Linked DNA regions of Mus musculus: region 1 is linked to region 2. The links are chromatin contacts, called in public promoter capture Hi-C maps. All regions are on one chromosome and are shown on one strand. Each heading gives the region's core, a stretch centred on a gene start, on an enhancer-like site or on the middle of the called end of the contact. The rest is flanking DNA. Distances are from core to core; before and after follow the strand shown. Region 1 holds the start of Slc22a21 (solute carrier family 22 (organic cation transporter), member 21). Region 2 holds the start of Cdkn2aipnl (CDKN2A interacting protein N-terminal like).

Evidence for each region. Promoter capture Hi-C pulls out the DNA fragments that hold promoters and counts their contacts.
Region 1: a contact with region 2 is called in a promoter capture Hi-C map of hippocampal neurons, with 4 times the contacts expected there. The contact joins the promoter of Slc22a21 here to the promoter of Cdkn2aipnl in region 2. A contact is called at or near these places in 2 of 39 promoter capture datasets (cranial neural crest and hippocampal neurons).

What each region holds. Positions count from the first base shown.
Region 1 is chr11:53,975,184-53,982,890 of GRCm38.p6, forward strand. It overlaps Slc22a21 (solute carrier family 22 (organic cation transporter), member 21), which reads right to left and starts at 5,150. Exons shown (of 10, transcript NM_019723.3): 1 at 4,282-5,150. The coding sequence starts at 4,674. Gm30927 (predicted gene, 30927) reads left to right here and starts at 4,848. Exons shown (of 4, transcript NR_168634.1): 1 at 4,848-5,154; 2 at 6,126-6,214; 3 at 6,777-6,849.
Region 2 is chr11:51,963,277-51,969,969 of GRCm38.p6, forward strand. Cdkn2aipnl (CDKN2A interacting protein N-terminal like) reads left to right here and starts at 4,355. Exons shown (of 3, transcript NM_029976.3): 1 at 4,355-4,681. The coding sequence starts at 4,443. It overlaps Gm26061 (a small nuclear RNA gene), which reads left to right and starts at 1,106; the gene lies at 1,106-1,213.

The DNA of each region.
Region 1 (7,707 bases), core at 3,900-6,399, 2.0 Mb after region 2:
CATGAGGTACAACCTTGGCTACTTCTGGAACACACCTTCTTTATGCTCTCAGAAAACCCTTCCCAGAAGATTTTACCTCAGTGATACTGGTCTCTTCTTCTCTCATCATTTTGTGTCTTAAAGGCTTCATGAAGGGCTTGTCTTTTGGGCTTTCCATTGTGGAGGATTAGGTTTTACACACTGTATCCACTCTAGCATTGCAGTTTCCCTGAGCCTTAAAATCCCTTCATCGACGCTAAGCCAAGGAATATGAGGCACCTCCAACTCCTTTTCAGTAGGCCATCTTTTGAGAAACGCTTCAGCCAACCATTCAAACAAACTTCTGACCCCCTTTTTGTAACTTGTGAGCTTCCAGATTAAACCTAGAATCTCCACTCAGAGGGCCCATATCAATAAACTTAGCTTGATCTAGTTTTATGTTTCTTCCACCATTATCCTATGTCCTTAAAATCCAGTCTCACACATATTCCCCAGACTTCTGCTGGAATGAATTAGCAAACTCTTTATTCTCCTTAGTAGTGTAGCACACTTCCTCATGAACTAGCCTTTCTAACCTTCCCTCTAGGGGCCTGCCTTGCCTTGAGTCTGGTTATAGGTCTAGTGGAAACTATTGGTGGGCCTTGAAGAACAGTAGTATTGTCTTGCTTGGCATTTTCTTCAGAGAAAGTCACTGCTGGTTTATCAAACAATGAAGGATTAATTTTTCTCAGGTGAAAAAGGCAATATTTCAAGGGGGTGGGGCTCTGGGTACTACTTCCTCAGGTGAGGTGAGATTCCCCTTGAGAATCTGAGGATTTAAAGTTCTCAGCCTTATTAGGGTCTTCCCACACATCCCCACCTCAAGTCATTTTTTTTTGACAATTAATGCCCTTACTTTAACTGCTGAGGCTGTCTGAGGCTGAAACTTGAATTTTTGCTGTAATTCAGTCAAGTACTTTGGTTTGATTTTTCTGCCAACATGAGTTATATGGCTGCTGAAGAGAAGATTCTCTCCAGGGGTACCTTAGAAACCTTTAGATTGTTTTTCAAATCTGGAGCCCAGTCAATGTTATCATACAGCTCATTGCTTTCCATTACCAATTTATCCATAGATGCTAAGAGCAACAAGCCAGCAAAATCATTTTCCTTATTTTCCCCCAAACTGTAGAAATTTTTGTATACCATGTCACCTAATCCATTGCCAGTCACAATAGATGGATCAAGATAATCAAAGGCATTTACTTCTTTAAGTTTGGAATATAGTTTCCACCATGGCCTTCAATATTCTCCAAGCTCCCAGTGTCTGGAGAGGTTTCAGTACTTGAAGGCATTCATACATTAGAAGGCGCTGACAAATTATTACGTCATTCCAGATCCTTAAAAGATTCATCCTTATATTTCTGCTCCTCTAGAACCATTCCAGGTACCAACTTCTGTATTAGTCAGAGTTCTCTAGAGTTATAGTATGGAATGTCTCTATGTATTAAGGGAAATTACTGGAATAACTTTCAGTCAGTAGTTCAACTAAGCCAACAATAGGCAGCTGTGAATGAGAAGTCCAAGAGTCCAAGAATCTAGTAGTTACTCAGTCCCATGAGGCTGGGTGTTTCAGCTGGTCTTCTGTATAAACTGGGATCCTGAAGAAGTTAAGTTCTAAACAGATGCACTGGCAAGTAAGTGTAAGCAGATGAAGAATAACAAACACTTCCTTTTTCCATTGTCCTTACGTAGGCCCCCAGCAAAAGGTATGGCCCAGATTAAAGGTGTGTACCGCCAGGCCTGGATTTGGAACTTGCTCTGTCCCAGGCTGGTCTTGAATTCAGAGATCTGTTTGCCACTGTCTCCTAGGATTTAAGGCATTTACTATCTTGCCTGAGCCTAAACTTTTCATGGCCACAGTGCCTCAAGATCTGCATCACAGATGTACCCTCCATTTCTGAATTGTAGTTTATTCCAGATGTAGTCAAGTTGACAACCAAGGATAGCCATCACATAGTGGAATATGGTGGTTTCAATATGCTTGGCTCATGGGAAGTGGCACTACTAGGAGATTTGGCCTTGTTGAAGTAGGTGTAGCCTTGTTAAAGGAAGTGTGTCACTGTGGGGGTGGACTTTGAGGTCCTATGCTCCAGTTCCACCCAGTGTGAAAGAGTCTCCTTCTGGCTGCCTCTGGATCAAGATATAACACTCTAAGCTCCTCCTCCAGCACCTTGTCTACTTGCCTGCTGCCGTGCTTCCTGCCATGATGATAATGGACTGAACCTCTGAAACTATAAGTCAGTCCCAATTAAATGTTGTCCTTTAAAAGAGTTGCCTTGGTCATAATGTCTCTTTACAGCAATGAAATCCCAACTAAGACAATAAGCTTACCCATGAACCTAGTATTCCTGTACTCATCTGACCACTGAGCTATACAACTAAAGCACTTGAAGCCCAAACTATCAATGCTTCTATTTGGTGAGCAGATGGGTGTAATTGGCCACGAGTCAAGATTCATGTCTGGAGAGCTGTAAGAGGAAAACCAAACTTTGAAAATCTAGAACAGCTATGACCAGAGGTTTATACTTCTTTCTAGTCAGAAATGTGTTCAACTCGGGTTCTCTGGGCTCAAGGGTATATTAATATAGCTGCCAAGTATTTTCAAACTGTTCATCTCATTTCTGTCTCAATCAAACTGTTAAGCTTTCTTTCAGAGGATACCATGACCTCTTTTGGCTTCCACAGGTACTACATTCATGTGCTATTTCAAATACATGTATGCAAAGCACTCATACATGTAAAAATAAATCTTTAAAAAAAAAAACAACTTAAGCTGGGCGTGGTGGCACTTGGAAGGCAGAGGCAGATGGATTTCTGAGTTCGAGGCCAGCCTGGTCTACAGAGTGAGTTCTAGGACAGCCAGGACTACACAGAGAAACACTGTCTCGAAAAAACAAAAACAAACAACCCCCCCAAAACTAAACAAAACAACAACAAAAAACTTGTTAAGGTTGTTTAAAAGAGAAAGAATCATACCTTTTATTTATCATTTAATTCATATGTTAGTGTGATACTTGTCTATGCATATGTGTATAGACATGAATGTCTACATGGAGACTAGAGGAATACAGTGGGTGTTCTGCTTTATTCATTTGAGACATGGTCTCTCACTGAACTGTGTTGCTGTGTCTGGCTTTTCTTTCCATGTTTTTACAAAATATTATTTTAAAAAAATGTGTGTATGAGTATTTGTCTATGTGAGTGCATGTTACATGTCCTGAGCAGAAGACGGTGCTGGATTATCTGAGACTGGAGTTACAGGTGGTAGAAAGCTGCCTGGTGTGGGTTCTAGAAACTGAACTCAGGTCCTTTATATGAGAACCTCTTTAATTCTTTCCTCCATTTTTTTCCCCAAGGGGCTTGTATCTAAAATTAGGTCTTTCTTTATGATTGAGCAGTAAGCACTCTTATCCACTGAATTATCTCTCTAGCTCCAAAAAGTACCTCTTGACCTCATACATAATGAGGATTATTTTTCTATTATGGGGATAGAGGAGTGGGTACAAACCCCAGGTGCCCAAGTCACTAAACACATCCACATGCACCATTAAACAGCATGTCACATCCCCCAGCTGAGTGACTGAGAAATGTCAAAGTCACCCAAGAATAAAGTGTAAGGGAATGAGGAATTAGGTTTCCATCGCTCTTCAGAGTAACCTTACATGCCTTACCTAACCTCTTCAGTGATCTTGTCCCAGAATACTGTGGAAAAGACTCCATACCAACAAGTCACCCTGGATAGATCTGCAGACACATGGGTCCTTAAGAAGTAACAATCCATCGCTGGCAAATGGAAAACAGTTTCTCCTGGGGCATGGCAAGACTTCATTTTGGGGTAAGGATAGGTGAGGGAAGAAAGAATAACTCCAGAAAGGGTAGAGAGTTTGGAACACACGTTTCTTTAACTTTAAAAAGTTCTGCAAAGAGTCTTTCCTTTCTGAACAGAGGCTAAAACCTGTGGTCTCTTCTCTGGAGCAAGTCTGAATCCGGCCCCTCTGAATCACATCACTACCTCGAGAAAGTCCCACCACTCAGGGTCTCAGGGCATCTCCTAGGGGCAGAACCTTCTGGACTCTATCTTCAATGGGACCCTATGGACGGATGGTCTGCCAGACATTTGTCCTCTGAGGGGCGTACTATGGCTAGAAGTCATCTCATAAAATGTTCTTAAAGGATGCTCATCACCAGGGAGCTTGTGGTTAAACTAAGGAACAACCATTGCCTGCGATGTCACCAGACCCTGACAGGGGGGCTGTCACCTACCTCTGTCACGATGGTGGACAGGAAGATGTCCTTGTCGTACTCCCAGCCATCCAGGCAGTTCTCCTGCTCCAGCTGCTCCAGGTCCACGTCCCGTCCCGGCTCCAGCCCTAGCTCAGAGAAGTTGGCGATGGTGGCCAGTCGGTAGCGGCGGCATTTCTGAGGCACCTCTGGTCCGTCCTTCGTCTCCATCGGGATACTGTGGTTGCGCCACGCGCTGCTCAGGTTCACGGTGTCTGGTATCCGGCAACGGTGCTCCGGGATCGCCGTCAGGAACACGGCTGACAACCCAGTAAAGCCATTGGGGATGATGCTGGCGCTGAGCAGGAAGAAGATGAGGCGCTGGAAGGTCCCCCACTCGCCCAGGAAGGCGGTCACCTCGTCGTAGTCAAGCATAGAGTCGGCAGCCCACGGCGTCCCGCCGGGAATCCGAGGATACTCGGGCGCAGTGGGCGGCGCACGGTTTGTCCGTGCACGCGGAGCACCAGTCACTCGTCGAAGAGGAGTTCGAGAAAGCGTCGGGAGACGTTTTCCACACGGAGAAGCTCGTGAGTTCCTCCCGCCGCCTCAGACCCCGCCAGCGCCAGAGACACCGAGGACGTGAGGCCATGATGGACTCCGCGCGGAGTCTGGCCTAGACTGCAAGGCCGGCCGTGCAGTCCTGAGGCGAACCGTGGGGTGGGCGCGGCAGGAGTCTGAGTGATCCGTAGTGGGCACTGGACGCGCCTGTACGTGAGGCGGGTCTGGTCCCGGTCTCCGAGCTGGCTGGACAGTGCGGAAGCGGGATGGAGCCTGGCTTCAGAACTGCGCGGGTGTGAGGGAGCCTAGGAGTCCCTTGCCTACTACTCTGAGCTGTTCGCTGAGGAACGCCCTGAGGTAAAGTCCTTCCCAGTCGAGAGCAAGCGAGTCGGGCTGGGGGCGGGGCCGCTGTAGTCCCCGCCCCGAAGCTGCTGCTAGAGGGAGGGACGGGTCTTCTCAAGCCACACCCCCCGAGCGAGTCGGGCTGGGGGCGGGGCCGCTGTAGTCCCCGCCCCGAAGCTGCTGCTAGAGGGAGGGATGGGTCTTCTCAAGCCACAACCCCGAGCTGGTCCCCAGGGCTCCTTTGGGGGAAGTTGTGACCAAGCTGGGTGTTGACTTGGAGAAAGGCGTAGGATTTCGGTATGAAACACCCTCTCAACTTTTTGTTATGGGTCAGAAAGGGATTGTATCCCACCAAAAGTCTTCTCCTTCAATGGACCTGAGTTCAATTCCCAGCACGCATTGGAGGCTTACAACCTTCTGGTAACTCCAGTTCCGGGGGAACTAATCCCCTTTTCTGGTCCCCTGTCACATATAGTGCACAGACATACATGCAATCAAAACGCCCACTCACATAATGTCATATTATAATAATCATTAAGAGATTGAGACAAATTTTGAGGCTGTGGTCATGAGGCTGTGGGCAATGAATTTCAATTTCTAGGCTCTGTTCTGTGCTTTATGTTTTTAAAGATTAAGAAATCATTCAGTTATTCATCAAATCGACTTAAGCAAATATAAAAATTTAACTTCAAGATTAAGGATCTTAGTCTAGGATTATACCCTCAAATTAGTTATTTTTTACAGTTAATTCAGGAGCTGACTGGTGATCTACATAGTTCCAGGCCAGTCAGGACTACACAGTGAAACCCGTCTTAAAACAAACACAGAGCCTTACAATGAAATCCATTGTTTTGTGCAAATAGTATTTCCTAAAATTAAAAAGATAAGGTATAAAAATAGCAATTGTGTAATTCTAAAGTAATATTGTCAAATGAAATGAGAAGTTACATTTATAATTTTATTTATTTATTTATTTACTTATTTAGATGGGGCCTACTGTATTTCCCTGGCTTTACCTGCAACTTTGGTCACAAATGACCACCTGCCTCATCCTCTCTAGTAGCAGGGACAACAGGTGTGTACAGCAGATGCACATTATCATTAAAATTGTCTTGGTAGCTGTTGTATTCGTAACTTTTCTGGTTACAGAGACAAAAGCAATTTAAGGGAGAAGAGGTTTGGGCTTGTGCTTAGAGGGTAGAGTCGGTCACTCTGGGAAGGCCGGGTGGCAGGAGTCAGCTTGTCACAGTCGCCTCAGTCAGGAAGCCAGGAGAGAGAAATGCTGGTGCTCAGCTTGCTTTCTCTCCTCTTACTTAGTCCTGGACCAAAGGCCATGGAACAGATGCTGCCTCTCTGAGGGTCACTCTTCTCACTCCAACTAATGAGATCTAGAAGCTTCCTCACAGACACCTAGAGGTTTCTCTCTTAGGTGATTCTAGACCCTGTCAAGTTGACAACAATAATTGTCACAGCCATATTAATAAAATGTCCAGATCTAGTAAATAAAAATTTTACGTGGTCAGATTCAAGTTTTGCATAAAGAACTAACAATTTGAAGTATCGTTACATATTGGTACTTGCAGGGACATGTGAGGTTGAGATGTAAGTGGCTGTCCTGTGTTCTTTCTCCCTGCCAGTGCTCATAGTAGAAGCCTTTAGAGCTGGGGTGTGGCCTCACATGCACCAGACCTTGGATTGGATCCCAGTTGTGTAAGAAAAGCTTTTCCTTAAAGAGTATGGAATTAATTGTAAGACTATGTTATTATTTTATTATTAAGTTGGCATGGAAAGTATTGAAATGCATTTGATTCTTATTAAAAATCACCAATCCCTGTCTTTCATATTAAGTCTTGGGACTTCGGTGTGTATCTTATAGGATGTTTCTGTTGAATCTAGTGAAGTACACATTTAAATACTCAGCAACTACTTCTAGGTAGTGGCTACCCTGTTGGGTGGTATTATTTTAAGGCCTTTAAAAATAAAATATAAATAAAATAAATTTTTAAAAAATTTGGGTTGTTACTAATAATTTGAACATTACATGATGTTTCTGTCTTAAGAAAGTGCATTTCAATGCTTCTTTGTTTTCTCCCATGGGCTTTCCTCTCTCTCTCTTTCTTTCCTTCTTTCTTTCTTTCTTTCTTTCTGTCTGTCTGTCTGTCTGTCTTTCTTTCTTTCTTTCTCTCTCTCTCTTTCTCTTTCTTTTCTCTTTCTTATTTTCTTTCTTTCTTTCTTTCTTTCTTTCTTTCTTTCTTTCTTTCTTTCTTTCTTTCTTTCTTTCTTTCTCATTTTGAGGATTTAACCCAGGGCCTATGCATGCTAGTTCGCTTTTTTAAAAAATTTAAAAAGTTATTATTATATTTAATAATTATTAAATAATTAAATAATAATAATGAAGGAGGGTATATATTTATTCTCCTTAGGTTTTGATATCACATCCCCATTCTCCGTCATCACTTTGCTAACTGAGCCATCGCCTCAGATCTGGAAAGAGTTCTTTGCCTGTTGGTGTTCTGCTTATGTGACTCAGTGTGAAGCCACTGTTGAGCAGGGTCTGCAGATCATCAG
Region 2 (6,693 bases), core at 3,105-5,604:
AAAATAAACAAATGTGTTTTTTGTGTATTTTATCTTAAGGCAGGGTCTCAGTATGTAGCTTTGGCTGTCATGTAAGTCACTATGTAGAGCAAGCTGGCTTAAAACTCACAGAGGTGTGTGTGCCTTTGCCTCCTGAGTGCTGGGATTAATGGTGTATACCACTCACCACATTTTGCAGTAAGTCTTTTTTTTTTTTTAATTGCATGGTCTGGAGAGGTAGCTCAGCAGTTAAAGGTGCTTGTTTTGATTCCCAGGATATCAGCTCAGAACTGTGTATAACTCCAGCTTCAGGGATATGACCCCCTCTTCTGCCCCAGGCATGCATGAGGTACACAGACATGCATACAAGCAAACACTCATACACACAACACTTTTAAAATTAAAAAAAAAATGAAGTCCAAAACTTTGTATTCTGAAGAAGCTGGTGTGCAAAATGCCACCAAAATGCCACCAAAATGGCAAACCCTACAATACACAGAATGACTGAGACAGAGATGAGGCTCTGATAGATCTCCTAGAATTAGCTCAGGGTTTCTAGACTTGCAATCCAAGGAACTGGTAAGACTGTTCCAGAAAATAATCTTGGGAGAAAGAGGAAAAGAAAAAGAGAAGGACTAGGAAAAGGAAAAGAGAGAAAACCAACGAACCAAACAAACAAACAAACAAACAGAACAAAAGCAAAAAGCAAAATCCACAACTATAAAGCCCAGAGTTCAGTGGAACGCTACATAGCCGAGTGGCGTGGTACACATCTAAAGTCCCTGTTTGTGGAAGGTGGAGGCAGCAGGATCAGAAGTTCAAGGCCATCCTTGACTACACAGCGAGTTAGATGCTATCTTGGGCTACATAAGACCCTGCCTTAAAATAAAAATAAAATGTAAATAGGTAAAGGAAGTGAAGGGTTTGTCTGTTTCCTTTTGTTTGGCTTTGGTTTGGGTTTTGGTTTTGAGACATCATCTCACTAGAAATTGCTTTTTGACCTAGAACTCCATATGTAGATCAGCTGGTCTCGAACTCACAGAGACCTGCTTGCTTCTACCCCAAGTGATGAGATTAAAAGGATACTTGAATATTAAAGTTTCAAGTATAAAGAACATGAAACCATGTGCTTTCTTGGGCAGCACACTTGCTGAAGTCAGAACGATGCAGAGATGGTTAGCCCAGCCCCTGTGCATGACTGACATGCAGACTTGTAGAGGGTTCCATACTTTGTTTTTGTGACTAAGGATGATTCTCCTAAAACCGATAATGCTACATTGTCTTAAGTGACATTTAAGTCTACTTTGTTCACTTATGTAAAGGAGCTTTAAAAGATCATATAAGAAAAAAAAAACCACATTACTGCTTTCCCACTTTGATCACTTCCAGTGAGTAAATGGATGTTTGGAATTAAAAAGAAAAGACAACGAAGCTCATAGAATAAGAGATATATAAGGAATAAAGAAAAAAGAATAAAGTAGAAAATGAATGTGTAAGTCTTCTGGCTCATGGGACATAAAGACACACTACCTGTCTTAGTTAGGGTTTTACTGCTGTAAACAGACACCGTGACCAAGGCAACTCTTATAAGGACAGCTCAGAGGTCCAGTTCATTATCATCAAGGTGGGAACATGGCAACATCCAAGCAGGCATGGTGCAGGAGGAGCTGAGGGTTCTACATCGTCATCTGAAGGCTGCTAGCAGGATACTGGCTTCCAGACAGCTAGGCTGAGGGTCTTAAAGCCCACACCCGCAGTGACAAACCTACTCCAACAGGGCCACACCTTCTAATAGTGCCACTCCCTGGGCTGAGCCTATACAACCCATCACACTACCTCTGTGCCAAAAGACCAGGACTCTTTCCTCACAGATGCAGTGGGTGCAAGCAGCAGCCTCCTTGGAAGGTGTAGCCTATACCTTGTTTGAATTGCCCCGAGGGCCTTCAAGATAGAGTTTCTGATGGATATACTTGTCTCTGAGCTCAGCCATCCACACTCTAGGCTGCAGGCCTCTAAACCCGCTCACCGCCTCTGGGAACCCCCCAGAACACAGTGGTCAGGCCCACACAAATCAGGTCATCATGTCTATCTGCTTCAAGATGCAAAATAAGGAATATGTGTCTGAGGGTCTGGGAAAGGCCAGGTTAAAGTTCACTGGTCACCAGAAGATCTACATCTCAAAGAACCGAGATTCATCAGATTTAATGCAGATGAATTTGAAGTTATAGTCGCTGAAAATCAGCTTATCTTTGGTGTCTGTGGGGTCAAGTACATCACCATTTGTGATTTCCTAGCCCACTGGCAGCCCTTCACTCCTGAGGCTGACTTCCACATTCTGCCAATGTTTACTAATACCACTCACTCACATCCAAAATAAGCAAGCAAGCAAAGAAACAGAAACAGCAAACCACAAAGCAGATATACTGGCTCATGCCTGCAATCCTAAATGGAAGTCCAAGGATCAGTATTTCAAAGCTAGCCTAAGCTACCAAAGGAGTTTGAGACCATCCTGGGTTACCTAAGAACCTGCTTTTAAAAAGCAAGTACCACTTCCCATACATACAGCAGCAGCACACCTGTAACCACAGCATTTAGGAAGCTAAGGCAGGAAGGTTGAGACTTCAAGAACTCTCTGGACCACAGAAAGGGACACCATCTCAAAAACTAAGTAAATAAAACAACAAAACAAAAGCACATGCACAAAAAGCCAGACTAGATGGAAAGATGTGTCGTTGCCATGTTTGTAAACTAGAAGATTCGCTAGTGATATGTTAATTCTCCAATGAATCTATGTAGTCAACATGATCCCGTATGAAATATCAACAGTCTGCTTCTCTAGAAGTCAACAAAGAGATGCTAAAATTTATATCAAAATCCAATAGCATGGTGGAACACACTTAAAATACCAGCTCTGGAGAGGCTCAGGCATAGGCTTATGGCCTATGTTATTAAAAAACAACAAAACAACAACAACAAAACAAACAAAGCAACTGTAGTTGTGGGTGGCTGTAAGCCACAATGAGGGTGCTGGGAACTGAACCCATATCCTCTGGAAGAGCAGCCAGTTATCTTAACTCCCGAGCCATCTCTCTAGCCCCCATGCTCTCATTTCTAGACCAACCACTGCAGTACACAACCAAGGAACCAAGGATGTAGCTCACTGAAGCCTCCGCAGTGTTTTTAAGAGTCAAGCATCTTTCTCTGGTGATAAGGATGGCAGCAAATTTCCAGGCTCAAATAATTCTCCTGCCTTGACATATGGAGTAGCTGGGACAAAAGGTGTCTGTCACTGTGCCTGGCACATCAAATGTCCTCAGAGTCTGATCAGCTGAAGCTAGAATCAGAATTACCAGGGACCTTGACTCTGGGTATCTGAGGTTTCACTTGGGAACCTGCCACTGCAGTATCAGTCAGGGTATGGCATCTGTATCCTGGGACTCAGCTCTGGTCGCTGTTATCCAGTTAACTTGCTGACTGCTGGGGGAAAGCTGTTTCTGTCTTTGGATTCTCATGTTTGGTTCAGATGTTCCAAGCCGTAGTGTCAGCACTGTGTCTTCCTGAGGTGAGAGCACCCAGCTTGGTGCTGGTCCTCACTGCTCTGGCATTTGCGGACTGGATTGTATTTCTGCCTGCTGGGATCCTAACACTGCCACAGAAGCCACAGAAGGGAGCAAGCAAGCAGTTGTAGGCCAGCTTGGCCGTGTATGACCCTGGGGGAGCGGGAGGGAAGGATCTGCAATAGTAAACAGTATATAATGAACTTCCTTGAAGCCCACTCACCACTTAAGACCTTCACTAGATCTGGAGGTCCTGAGTTCTAGGCTTTCTTCTGACTCAAGCTTACATTTTATATTTTTACATTTATTTACTTGCTTGGTGTGTGTGTGTGTGTGTACATCAAAGTACCACAACTTGCATGTAGAAGTCAGAGGACAGTTTTCAGGAGTTGGTTCTCTCCTTCCACCATGAGGGTCCCTCACAAAGTCCTTTAGAGTGGGGCATCCTGGGCACGAAACAAAATGCCTTGTATGTACTGATTGGATGATGAATACAGCAAGATAGGAGAACACAACCTCAGTGAAGATGTTGAGATAACAGTGGATCCATAAAAGAGAGGACCTCACTCCCAAGGGACAGCCACAGAACTTAGGGCAAACCTCAGGTGTGGCTGAGGATAGACAGATGCCCGGTGAACGACCCAGGGCAAAAAGGGCACTGCAGAGTCCCAATGGGCACCTAGCTGCCAGCTCTATGCTGGCGGGCCTCAAGCTCCCCAGCAGTTGCCACACACGCTGGGTTGCACTAGACCTCCGTGCCCCGCGAGGGCGCTCCAGATAAGTCCTCCAGAGCACTCGCCCTCAGCCGTGGTCGCTCTAGCCGTGCGGCGGCGGCGCGGGGCGTGTCGGGAAAGCGGCGGGCTGGTGCGATCCTTAGCGGCGGCAGCGGCTGCGGCAGCGGGAGCCATGGTGGGTGGCGAGGCCAGCGCCGCGGTGGAGAAGCTAGTTTCCGGCGTGCGGCAGGCCGCCGACTTCGCCGAGCAGTTTCGTTCCTACTCGGAGAGCGAGAAGCAATGGAAAGCGCGCATGGAGTTCATCCTGCGCCACCTGCCTGACTACCGAGACCCACCCGACGGCGGCGGCCGCCTGGACCAGCTGCTGTCCTTATCCATGGTCTGGGCCAACCACCTCTTCCTGGGTTGCAGGTGCGGACCCCCGACAGCTGGCTGACCTTGTCCCCATCAGTCGATCCTCAGCTTGGGCATATACACTGCTCCACGCTGAACCTGGCGCCAGCCTCCTACTGATCCCCTCTTAGCATTCCCTCGGGAAAAAAATCTCTCCTCTGAGCCTCGCTTTTCTCTTGTGAATGAGTGGTTGGGATGACTACAGCAGCTGAATGATAGGGCGTGCAGTGCAGGTGTGCTCCAAGGCGGCCGAATTGCAATGGTCATTGTTATTACTGTTTATTAGCCCAGAGGACTTCCTTTCCAGAGTGTGTTTGAAGTCTATTAGCTCCTGTCGCCCACGTGACAAAAGTGCAGACTCTTCCTCTAGATGAAGACACCTAGCAAGAGGATGTGATGTATCTCACCATTGGTGGGTTTCACGCTAAGGCAGGATGTAATCTTTTCTCCCCTTTCTCTTCTTGGCTTCCCTCTTAGGAAAGTAACCCATGCTATCTTGTTGCTGTCCTAACTCCCCGCCCTCCCCAGTCTTTGTGATCACACCTGGAAGGCAAGAGCCTGGCCTTGAGATATTCCACCTGGAAATGACACCAGGTTTTTATACTCCCTTGTGATTTTTAATTTTTTTTTAAAGATTTATTTATTTATTATATGTAAGTACACTGTAGCTGTCTTCAGACACTCCAGAAGAGGGAGTCAGATCTTGTTACGGATGGTTGTGAGCCACCATGTGGTTGCTGGGATTTGAACTCCGGACCTTCGGAAGAACAGTCGGGTGCTCTTACCCGCTGAGCCATCTCTCCAGCCCGTGATTTTTAATTTTTGAGGCAGTCTTCCCTTATAACTGAGACTGGCCTCCAGTTTACTGTGTAGCCCAGGCAATCCTAGAACTTGATCCACCTAGGCAACCACGTCCTGAGAGGCATGCATGGCCAGGCTCTTCCAGGCTTCTAGAGTTTCGTGAGGTTGTGTTAGAACAGGAGACCCTCACTCATACCTGATTTTGTAGTGGTCACAGGACCCCCTCCAGGCCAAACTGCTTGGTTTACTTTTTGGGTTTTGTGTTAGGGATGAAACCCAGGCCCTTACACATCCAAAATAAGCACTCAGTCACGAGCCTCATCACCAGTGCTGAAGCGGCTTGGTTTCAGATGTTGGGATGATTTGTCAGAACCGGATGTGGGGACGCTGAGCTAGACACACCCATCACACACACAGGCCCATCCTCCTTCCTGCGGTGCCCTTTAAAATCTGAGATTACAGAATCCAAACTCAGACACGTGACGGAGAACTGAACAAAAGGGATAAATGGTGTTATTTTCATGAGACCAACGTTCTGTGTGTTTTAAAAATAATCCAATTTTTAGGCCCTCAAATCTCATCCATGAATATGTACCACCAGGTATATGGTGCTCCTGTTTCTGTAATTTTAATTTAACTTTTTGTTTGCTTGTTTATACCTATTTTAAATTTTATACCTATGGGCATTTTGTCTACATGCCTGCACTGTAAGAGTGCCTCATGCCGTTGGAGGCCAGAAGACAGCTTTGGATTCCCTGGGATGGAAGTGCAGGTGGTTGTGAGCCACCTGACGTGGATGCTGGGAATTGAAACTGGGTCCTCTGAGAGCAAGTGCTCTCAACTGCTAAATTATCTCTCCAAACTCCTGTTTTTGTAATTTTTAAAAAGATTTTTATTTTATGTGTATGACTATGTACAAATATGTACCTAGTATCCTCCAAGGCCAGAAGAGGGCGTCAGATATCTGAGACCTGAAATTAACAGCCATGTAGAAACTGAACCCAGGTCCTTTATAAGAGTCTCAGGTGCTGTCTTAGCTGCTGAGCCATGTCTCTTGCCTCTGTTTTTGTAATTCTTGGAACATCTGCTGTATTGGCATTGTTCTCAAGCCTAGTTTGTCCTCACAGGCAGGAAGAACTATTTGTTAACTTGTATGCTAAGCACCTATGGTCTCCCCTGCAGTATCAAATCAGTCTTTACAAAGCTTGATATATACGCATCTGTATTCC